Linked DNA regions of Callithrix jacchus: region 2 is linked to region 1. The links are chromatin contacts, called in public Hi-C maps. All regions are on one chromosome and are shown on one strand. The core of a region is the stretch at or near the end of the contact, and the rest is flanking DNA. Distances in the headings are between cores, read along the strand shown. Region 1 overlaps AKNAD1 (AKNA domain containing 1). Region 2 overlaps GPSM2 (G protein signaling modulator 2).

Region 1 (5,210 bases), core at 1,299-3,798:
CCAAAACGGATCTGTTCTCAGAGAGTGAATTCAAAATCCTGTAAAGGTGAACATGAGCCCACCCCAGGAAAGTAAGTATTATTTCATTATTACTAACAAAACCTCTCTTATTGGTTGGGTGCATGAAGTGTACTTGATAGTGCATTAACTACCTACCCCAAGATAACCTAGATGATTATTAGTAGAGCCATGATTCAAACCTAAACCTATCTAATACTTCAATCCTTCATTTGTTTATTCAACAAATGTTTGAGTAAACGTTTGTTTATTCAATAAATCAAGTCATTGTGCTAGGTACTGAGGACACAGGATAAAGCCAGCCACCATCCCTGCTCTCACAGAGCTTACTGTTTTGGCAGAGAAGCCACAGTCTTTGTAAGTGCCAAGAAAGGGGTGCACAAAGTCCTACTGATCTAATTTGGTAGTTAAGAGAAGCTGAGCTTCAAAGGATAAGTATGAATGAACTAGCAAGGAGACCTGGGGGCAGTGAAGAACATTCCAGTCTCAGAAAGCTTCCTGGTTTGAGGGGGCGTTTGGCAAGTTGAGGAATGGTGTGGCTGGAACCCAAAAGAGGGAGTGGCAGTGGAGCAAGATGAGGCTGATGAGCGAAGGTTGATGGGATTGCCAGGGCCAGACGCTACAGGGGCTTGTCAATTCCAGGAAGTATTTCAGATTCTTAGGAGCAAGGGGAAGCCAACTAGGGTGGTTATTTTTTTGTTAATTAGTTTTTATTTTGAGAGACAGGGTCTCCCTTTGTCACCCAGGCTGGAGTGCCATGGTGATCATATCTTGCTGCAGCCTTAACTCCTGGGCTCAAGCCATCCTCCCACCTCACCTCCTGAGTAGGGCTATCAGTGCAAATTTTAAAAAAAATTGTAGAGACAGAGTCTCGCTGTGTTGTCCAGGCTAGTCTTGAACTCCTGACCTCAAGTGATCCTCCCACCTTGGTCACCCAAAGCACTGGGATTACAGATGTCTGGCTCCCCCAGTGAAGTTTAAAAAAAAGTTTTTTGAGGCAGGGTCTTGCTCTGTTGCTCTGGCTAGAGTACAATCTTGGCTCACTGCAGACTTGACCTCCTAGGCTGATCTTCCTGCCTCAGTTTCCTGAGTAGCCAGGAGTAGAGGCATGTGATACCACAGCCAGCTACTTTTTTTTTTTGGTAGACATGGGGTCCTACTATGTTTCCCAGGCTGATCTTAAACTCCTACTCTCAAGCGATCCTCCTACCTCGGTCACCCAAAGCACTGGGATTACAAGCATGAGCCACTATAGCAGGCCATCCCCTCCACAATTAAGTTTTTTAATCAGAGAATTTAAAAAGTTTTTTAGTGTTTTAAAGGATCAGTCTAGCTACTGAGGGAGTAGAAATGAATTAGAGGAGTTAAGATTGGAGGACAAAGGCCAAATAAGAGGCTAGTGAAATAATTCAGGTGAGAATGCTGCAGCTTGGCTAAGGGTGGAGATGGAAAGAGAAAAGTCTGTGTCTGCATTCAAGAGCTATTTAAAAGACAGAACCAACAGTGCAGCAGAGTGGCTAACAGTTCAGGCTCTCACTCAGAGCCACTCAGTCTGAACCTACTACCCTCTAACATAGTCTAGCCCCATGTTTTAAAAATATTTAAGAATTTAAGAATGTGGCCTTTGGAGACTTCTTGTTTTTTTGAGATGAAGTTTTGCTCTTTTGCCCAGGTTAGAGTGAAATGGCAAGATCTTGGCTCACTGCAACCTCTGCCTCCTGGGTTCAAGTGATTCTCCTGCCTCAGCCTTCAAAGTAGCTGGGATTATAGGCACTGGCCACCACACCCAGCTAATTTTTGTATTTTTAGTAGAGATGGGCTTTTGCCATGTTGGCCAGGCTGGTCTCCAACTCTTGACCTCAGGTGATCACCCTCCTTGGCCTCCCAAAGTGCTAGGATTACAGGTGTGAGCCACCGCACCCGGCCAACTTTTTGGGTTTGTCTTGGTTCTGTGTCCTTGGGCAGTTTCCTTGACATCTCTGTGCCTCCATTTCATAGTGCCAAACTCATTGAGGACTGAGTCCATACATACAAAGCACTTAGAATGGTACCCACCTCATAATAAGTACTCAGCAGGTGATGGCTGTTATTGCATTGTTGACAGTGGAGACAGATGAGATACGGGGAGAGAGAGGACTCTGCAGCACTCTGCCATCCCCTACCCAGAGTATTTCATTAGTTGCCGGCCCCTGATGCTGGACTACCTATTGCCTAGAGGATCAATCCAATGTTTTAAAATAACTTGCAGAACTGACTGATGTTCATATGGCAGGGGAGAGGGAAGAAGGGATGTTTTCTGAAGATGATATTGCTCAAAAGTGTTTTATGTACCAAAGAAGTAATGTTTAACAGTGGAAACCTGAAGCTAGGGGAAGATGTGAGGGTGGCTCTATGACAGCCCTGTCAACAGGCAAGTTCTCATGGCTTCCCTCAGGGCCACTGCTCCTGCTTGAGAAAAGCGTAACTTCAGGCAGTGACCTTCACAGACTATGCAAATAGCCCCCCAGAGCCATGCTCTGCACGATCTGAACAGCCCAGTGGCCTTGCACCCCTAATTCACCTAGAGCAGACTTCAGCCCATCCCTGAGACAGAACCCATCGCAGTGTGGCAGGCAAGGGCAGCCTGTTTACTTCAAAAGGAGCGGCTTTTATTTTTTGACTGCTTCTGCCTCCTTGGGGTGAAAGCTCACTGGTGCCAGAATGAACTCAACCCAAGGTACCTGTAATTTGTAGTTTTGTGTATTTGTTTTATAAAAACGCAAGGTAGAAAGTTGGCCCCAAAAGAATGAAAACAGAATAAAAAATGTCTTTGGAGTCTTGCCTCTTCCTGCACCAGAGGAAAAGCAGATAAATTCTGGGAGGAAAAACCCTCATGGTCATGGCAACAACCTTTTTCTGAAGCTCAGCCGTGGTCAGCCACATGGGAGCACGAGAGCTACGAAGGCAGCGGGTGCACAAATCCACCGCCCAAACCACACACATAGAGCTATTACCGACCACGGAGCTGACGTGAACAAGAGTGTGGTAGAGGGTGGTGCTTTACACAAGTATCAATGTGCTTTTGTCTTCCAGAAAAAATCTTCACGCTTTCAGGACCTACAGCTCAGACCTTGCAACACCCTCGCCCCATTTCTACTCCTGCAGGAATTCTGGAAGCAAATCCTTAGATGACTTTGATAGCACTGAAGAAACAGAATCTAAGGTGAGGACTTAGAAAATCATTCAAGAATCCGTGCAGCTCGTAGTTTGATCTTGATGACCAAAGAACTGACAGCTCTGAAGTTATTACAGTATCAGGGCTTCAGAAAACGCTCTGCTAAAGACATATGCTCAGTACTAAGCTAAAGACACACAGCCTCAGCAGCTGCATGGTCTGTATTATTCCTAAATTGGTTCCAAGGGAAATTTCCTGGAGAAAGTGATTTGTGGCTGGTGCCTCAGCTACAGGATATCCCTGGCCCGGGCTTGAAGGCACTGGGTCTGTTCCAGTGACACTGTGATCAGGGTTGCCAGTGGTTTCCTATTTCAAGTCACTAACTCGAATCCCCAGTCCACTTTCAAATGTTTACACACGCATGCGCTGTATCCCTGAGTACCCTCTCAGTGGTTATAGCTCCCAAATCCCCATCAATGGCCCCTAAGAGCTGTTCTTCTATTCTTTCTCTGCGGCAGGGAAACAGCCCAGCTGGCGGCTGACCTCACCCTCTGATTCATGCCCATCAGTCACGTGCTGATCTTTTTTTCAATCCCTTTCCCTAACAAATATATTCCATCTCAGACTGGTCTCCTAGGAAACCAACCCTCAAAAACAGAAATAGACCAAGTGGAAAATAGGAATGCTCCAAAAATTCCACCTTGTAATGTTTAATGAGAGAACCCAATGAGCAGAAACAGCACTTAGTTTATGTAATTAAAATGTGTGGACTTTTTCTCTGTAGAATCTAAACTCGGCTTTGGATCATGCCCTAAGGACAGCAACCATTTTGAAAGAAACTACAGATCAAATGATTAAAATGATTGCAGAAGACCTTGCTAAAGCACAGAGGTGGAGGAATCGGCTGAAATACTAGTTCAATGCCAGGAAAAAGAAAAAAATGCAAAGAAAACTTGATCTTCCCCCAAAATGTATTTTGCTTACTGCACAATTTAGGGAAAGAACTTTCTAGAGAAAACACAAAAACTGTAAGAAATGTGTAACACAAAGTACTTACAAGGAAAAAGAAAAAAAGAAGGGATTTCTGATTCTTAAAATCAAAAGCAGTAAACAAGGACTTATTTTTAATAAATCTAGAAAAAAAGAAAGGACTTCTGATTCTTAAAATCAAAAGTAGCCAACAGGTATTTATTTTAAAATAAATCTATGTTCTTCCTAACTCATAATAAAAGAAATCAAAACAAAACAATGAGTTTTCTTTTATCTATTAGGTCTGAAAAAATGTTTGAAGGAAGCCTGTGTGAGGATGGAGGGAAACTGGTCGTCTCATAGGCTGTTGGCAGAAATGCAACCTTTTTGGGAGACTATTTTTTAGTATCTACCAAGTTCCACAAATTCTAAATCATGTGCCTTCAGAGCAGCAATTCCACCACTAGGAATTTCCTTTATATACAAGTCATACAATGTTGCATGATATATGTAGAGGGAAGGCCACTGGAGCACTGATGGTAATAACCCCAAGGGGGAACTAATCTAAATACCTCCTGTGATGATTCATAAATGACAATACTTTGTAACCACCAAAAAGAATGAGGTTGGATTATCTGCAAAATAGTGAAAGAAGCAAGATGCCTAAGCATATATATATGTTACTTCTAACCTCATTTGTATATATTTTTAAAGAGACAGGGGTCTTATTATGTTGCCTAGGCTGGACTTGAACTCCTGGGTTCAAGCAATCCTCCTGCCTTAGCCTCCTGAGTGGCTGGGTCTACAGGTAAGCACCGTACCTGGCTCTTCATTTGTGTATTCTTTTTTCAAGGGTATACATATTTTCAGGAAAGAAACCTAAAAAATCTTAAGTGAACCGCTAGTAAATAAAACTGGGAGTTTCGGGGGAGAAGGGTTTTTTTTACCTTATTTTCTGTACTATATGACATTCTTACGATATACTTATGTTACAAATCAAAATTATCTGTTTAGCGGTATCTTAAAATCAGAAATTTGCAAAAATAATAGCCTTAGATTAATAATATTT
Region 2 (5,399 bases), core at 1,899-4,398, 82 kb before region 1:
GAAATACCTCGAAGAACTTTTGTGAGGATTAAATGAATATATATAAAGTGCTTAGAACAGCTCTTGTGCTTAGTAGATACTATATAAATGTTAATGTGCTATTTTATTATTATCAGATTCAATAATTTAAATGACTCTCCCATCGTTTCTATCAAATAGTATAATTACTTCATATCATTTATAACTATATGACAAATTACTCTATGGTAACGTAGATTTTTTTTTAAGCAAGCACATCTAAAATTACATATTTAATGATGATACCTTCCAATTGGTCACCTTGGAAGGCTACCTACTTATTCGAATGTTGCCTGTCTTTTCAAATATTTTTGAAAGACTTTTGTAATTGCCTTCAGATCCAGTGGCATAATGCTTTCTGGCATATCATTATTCTTTGATGGTATAGTTGATTTGTAAATGATCAGAAATCTTTTTGGAACCAAATTCAATTACTAACATAAGTTTATCAAACTACTGCTTTGTATCCATAAGGCTATGGATCTGTAATGTTATGTCAGTCTTTTTGTTGGGCCCTGAAAACAATTCCAGGCTGGGTGTGGTGGCTCACGCCTGTAATCCCAGCACTTTGGGAAGCCGAGGTGGGCCGATCACTTGAGGCTGGGAGTTCGAGACTAGCCTTGCCAATGTGGTGAAACCCCATCTCTACTAAAAATACAAAAATTAGCTGGGTGTGGTGGTGGACACCTGTAATCTCAGCTGCTCAGGAAGCTGAGGCAGGAGAATTGCTTGAACCCAGGAGGTGGAGGTTGCAGTAAACCAAAATCGTGCCATTGCACTCCAGCCTGGGTGACAAGAGTGAAACTCCGTCTCAAATAATAATAATAATAATAATAATTCCAAATAAGAGTTCCAAAAATATTTCTAACCAACAATTTGGAATATATATAAAGTTCTGAGTTCTAGCCTGCTTATTGAGAGAAAAAAAGTAAATTTCATTACTTTCTATTCATGCTCCTTTAGGCAAATAGCCACTATTCACTTTATGATAGAACCTTTCAGTCTTTAACAGACACACCATTTAATAATTAAGACTTCTCTATATACCTTGGCTTGAAAATAAAAACTTTCATATTTAAAATAAAATATATACTCCTTCACATCGTGATATATTTTATTTGGGAAGCTATTTCATATCTAACTAACCTAACCAACCAACAAATATTAACCACTAGTTAATGTTTAAAGCAAGGTGGAATGCTATTCAATTTTTTAGATAGGCCTAAAACAATTTTACTTTTTTTCTTTTCTTTTTTTTTTTTTTGAGACAGAGTCTTGCTCTGTTGCCCAGGCTGGAGTGCAGTGCCATGATCTTGGCTCACTGCAACCTCTGCTTCCCAGGTTCAAGTGTTTCTCCTGCCTCAGCCTCCTGAGCAGTTGGGACTACAGGCATGCACTGCCACACCAGGCTAATTTTTTGTATTTTTAGTAGACGGAATTTCACCGTGTTAGCCAGGATGGTCTTCATCTCCTGACCCTGTGATCCGCCCACCTTGGCCTCCCAAAGTGCTGGGATTACAAGTGTGAGCCACTGTGCCTGGCCCAATTTTACCTTTTTTTTAAAGATGACAAATTATCCAGAACTCATTAAAGAATCATTGGATTAACAAAATACATCAATCACTGTGTCTTCTGTTTGGTCAAACTGGCTTCTACCTGAAATCTATAAGGGCCTTCAATCCCCACTAACTATGGAAAACTCAATCCAGAAAGCACAGATCAGACAACTTGAAGCTGTCTTAACTTCCTATCATATATGTTTCAAACCTACTGATAAGAAAGATCCTGCCACAGAAGCAGCTGCGATTGCCAGCTCTTCAGGTAAATGAATGGGGACTCAGCTTACAGTGATAGCCAAATATGGGCAAAAAGAGGGTAAAGGGAGAACTGCTCAATAAGAGGGTGGGAATGTAGAGGAAAAATTCAGTGATCACTGGTAGACATTATTAATATTTTTGTTACCAGGCTTTCTTTTGACCTCTATTCTAACCCATAATTGAGTGAAATAAAGTATATACACAATATATACCACATATGCTAAACAAGTTTAAAAGACATTAAAGGTTGAAAATTTCATTTAAAAACAATTACTTTTAAAGATAAAAACCAATAATAAAAAGTGTTCATATAGCGATTAAATCTTAGGTACAATAATATTTATTGAGCACTGTGTGCCAGGTACTATGCTAAGTGCTTAAAATATTATTTCATTCAATCCTCACAGCATTCCCCAAAATGAAGTACTGCTATTTTCTGTTACAGATAAGGAGATTGAGACTTAGATGCCACAGGTCCTGCTGCAATCAGATTTTAAAACCAAAGCCTATGAATTAATGGGACTGAATAACTATTCATTTTACATTTATCTACAGAAATATTAGACTGACCTGTAGTATTCAGAGGCAGTTTCAAATTCACCAAGAAATATATATGCATTTCCAAGGTTGCTATATGCTCTTCTTTCAGCTGCTTTATCTCCAAATTCTTTTGCAATAAGGAGACGCTGAAAAAGAAAGTTTTAATTAGATGTAGCTATAATAAAACTGGAGAATGATCTAATCGGTGTTCAGAACTTTGATGAAGAAATGATCTGGCTCCAAGGCCTTCCACTGTACCTGCTCATGGGCTATAACTGCATCCCTGAAGTTGCCAAGGAGGTAATGTGTGTTTCCAAGATTTCCAAAGGCACGTCCTTGTGCTGCTCGGTCACCCAAAGCAGTCACTAGTGATAGGTTTTCCCTAAGGGACAGCAAAAAGTGATGAAATAAGTTTTCAAAACAATTTTATTTATTTGATTTACATATCTAATTTTATTAGGAAAAAATGTAAATAAGTTTACAGTCATAATGTGCAACATTTTAAGGATGACATCTGCGATGAAGGGCAATTATAGGAAATAGCTGGCAACACTTTATTTAACCATTCGGATAGGTTTCTGCCCAGGGGCAAGCACAGAGTTAATCTGGGAACCCCTGTAGTTAAGAAGTTCTATGAAATTCTGTTGGTAAAAGACTAAATTACTCTAAATAACAGACCAAGCATTGATATTTCTTGTTTGTGCCACTAAGTGGCACTGGTCTGCAATTTAAACAAAAGCTGCAGATTACTAATATAACACCGTAACAGTTAAGCAACTGAATGGATGATTTTGCTAGTTCATAACTTTAAAACTTTTGCCAAACTTAAAACTTACTACTGAATAAAGAACATATAGCCGATCCACAACTTAGATGGGCCTGCATGACTGCACATAGCAGCCCCTACTCACTCATAAAAATCCACTGCTGCCTGAAGGGCATTTCTCACTTCTTCTGGAAATTCTCCTACGTCCTGGGGACCAGGGCAACCAAAACTTTTCCCTTTGGCATGATACACATTTCCAAGATTGTAAAGTGCTCTTGCTTCTCCCACCTAAATGAAGACATCAGCAAAGATTACATTTTGAAAACAGAGGTCAGTTTTATCATATATATGTGTAATATCCTTAGTATTATGGTCAAGGGAAAGAAATTTTTATATTTGCTCTCCATACAGAACCAATCAAATGATTACTTATGAAAGAAAGCCCTCTTGCTACTTCCTTTTCTCCATCAAAAATTTTTTTTCCTCTTTTACTTCTATAGTCTATAAATGTTTTCTTTTTTGGCTTTAATTTTTAAATAAACTATAGAATAATTAAGTAGTATTAAAATGCAAAGCACTTTGAATGAAAATATTGGGTCTACTACCATTTAATGCTGTGGTATTACCTTGTCATTAAGCTCTCTGGAAATATCTAGGTGTCGCTGACAACAAACTATGGCTTCATCAAAATTCCCAAGAACTTTTAACGTGTTTCCCAGATTACCACTAGCTTTGGCTTCCCCCAACTGGTCTCCAATAGTCCTGGAAAAAAAAAAAAAAGAAACAAATGGTATTAAAATACAAATGGTGTTAAAATATAAAGCAGCCAGAGTACAGTTTTCCTAGAGGACAAACTGACATGCTTAAGGTAAGAAAAATCCATTGGCTCTGAAACCTACTTTAAATATATATTTAAAACTTACATTTCTGTATTTGAATGTAATTAGTTTTCATTCATTTAATTAAACTCTAGGGTCCTTTCACTACTATTCATTCAATTAAGCTATGTTCAGCCTAAAGATTAGTTTTAAAAAGCGATGCTACTGAAGTAGAACTCATTAAATATATTGTTAGTTTTTGTTAATTGGATAGAAATTTTTTTTTAAATAATAGCTAATTGCAGAAGGAAGAATATTTTAAAAGCTTAAATTAATTACCTTGCAAGAGTTAAATCATGATGGTGATATTCTAATGCTTTGGCATAATCATGCAAATAGAAATAAGCATTGCCCAGCTGGCTGTAAATAGCACTAAGTGTTTTTAGGTCTTCAGTTCCAACTTGAACTGCAGCTTCAAAGAATGACACGCCAGCTCGGCAGTCTCCTGATTTACATAGACGTTCCCCTTCCAAGGCCAGCTCTAGGCAAGACGCTTCCATTCTACAAAATTATACAGGACAGACATTTAAACATAACATTACAGCTGCATCACAGTATTTTTAACTTCCAGTAATATAATTTAAATGTAGACTGTGTGGCTACTCTTGTTCAGGACAGCTGCCTCTATAACTGAAGTCTATATACATTCCTGATAAAACAGCAAAACAGTTATCTGTAGCAAGAGGTAATCTGCCTATTCAAATTTATCTGAGCCTGCTCAGAGAGGTCTGTTATACAGAATAGGGAGCTCATTTTAATTGGCCCAGAGCAATTCATATTACTAGTGAAAGAATCTAAAGCAGTATTTCCCAGACAATTTTGAGTTGTAACAGACCTCTAGACTTCCTGAGAGTCTGAGGAGACGAGTATTTGGAAAGTGAGGCCCCACAATTATTAATATTGTTCTCTACCCAGGTATCCAAGTAATCTAGTCACCTGTCCATCAACCCCTCTGACCATCCATCTATCCCTCTCTTTCCCTGTCATACACACATAACACACACTCTCCTTCCTCTTCTTACATGACCTCTCATACCCTAGAAAAATACAGGAACAAAGTATTCTTGATCTGTAAGGCACATTTTCACAAGAGAACTAAGTGTCAAGAAATTTAAAGTTAGAAAGCAATGATTCAAAAATTTGCAAAAATACTAATTTTCAAAGTCTGTCCCTGAATTGAAAAAGCCAGAAGGATTAAATCACTGTAAACATATCTGGGAGAAAAAATACTGGTACTTCGGATTCAAAGTACCTTTAGAGGGTGCCCCTTATTCAAGTTGCCATTGTGTTTCTTCAGCATCTTCATGATTTCTGTGATATGTATGAAGTACCTATTCATTTAATTATTTCTATAATTTGGCAAATTTCCTTTAAATTGGC

What was found. Hi-C and Micro-C count contacts between places; a contact is called where the count stands out from the background.
Region 2: a contact with region 1 is called in a Hi-C map of induced pluripotent stem cells, with 3 times the contacts expected there. The contact joins two enhancer-like sites. A contact is called at or near these places in 2 of 3 Hi-C or Micro-C datasets (induced pluripotent stem cells and skeletal muscle).

The regions. Positions count from the first base shown.
Region 1 is chr7:146,696,654-146,701,863 of calJac240_pri, reverse strand. AKNAD1 (AKNA domain containing 1) reads left to right here. Exons shown (of 15, transcript XM_002751166.8): 13 at 1-71; 14 at 3,091-3,220; 15 at 3,957-4,227. The coding sequence ends at 4,088. Among named protein-coding and RNA genes, the nearest start is that of AKNAD1, 35 kb to the left of the region's middle. Within about 2 kb of position 2,548, at least 7 of the 16 cell types and tissues checked have an H3K27ac peak or open chromatin away from gene starts, as enhancers often do.
Region 2 is chr7:146,778,605-146,784,003 of calJac240_pri, reverse strand. GPSM2 (G protein signaling modulator 2) reads right to left here. Exons shown (of 14, transcript XM_035252351.3): 2 at 4,299-4,520; 3 at 3,768-3,903; 4 at 3,287-3,429; 5 at 2,634-2,757; 6 at 2,406-2,521. The coding sequence starts at 4,519. Among named protein-coding and RNA genes, the nearest start is that of GPSM2, 21 kb to the right of the region's middle. Within about 2 kb of position 3,148, at least 2 of the 16 cell types and tissues checked have an H3K27ac peak or open chromatin away from gene starts, as enhancers often do.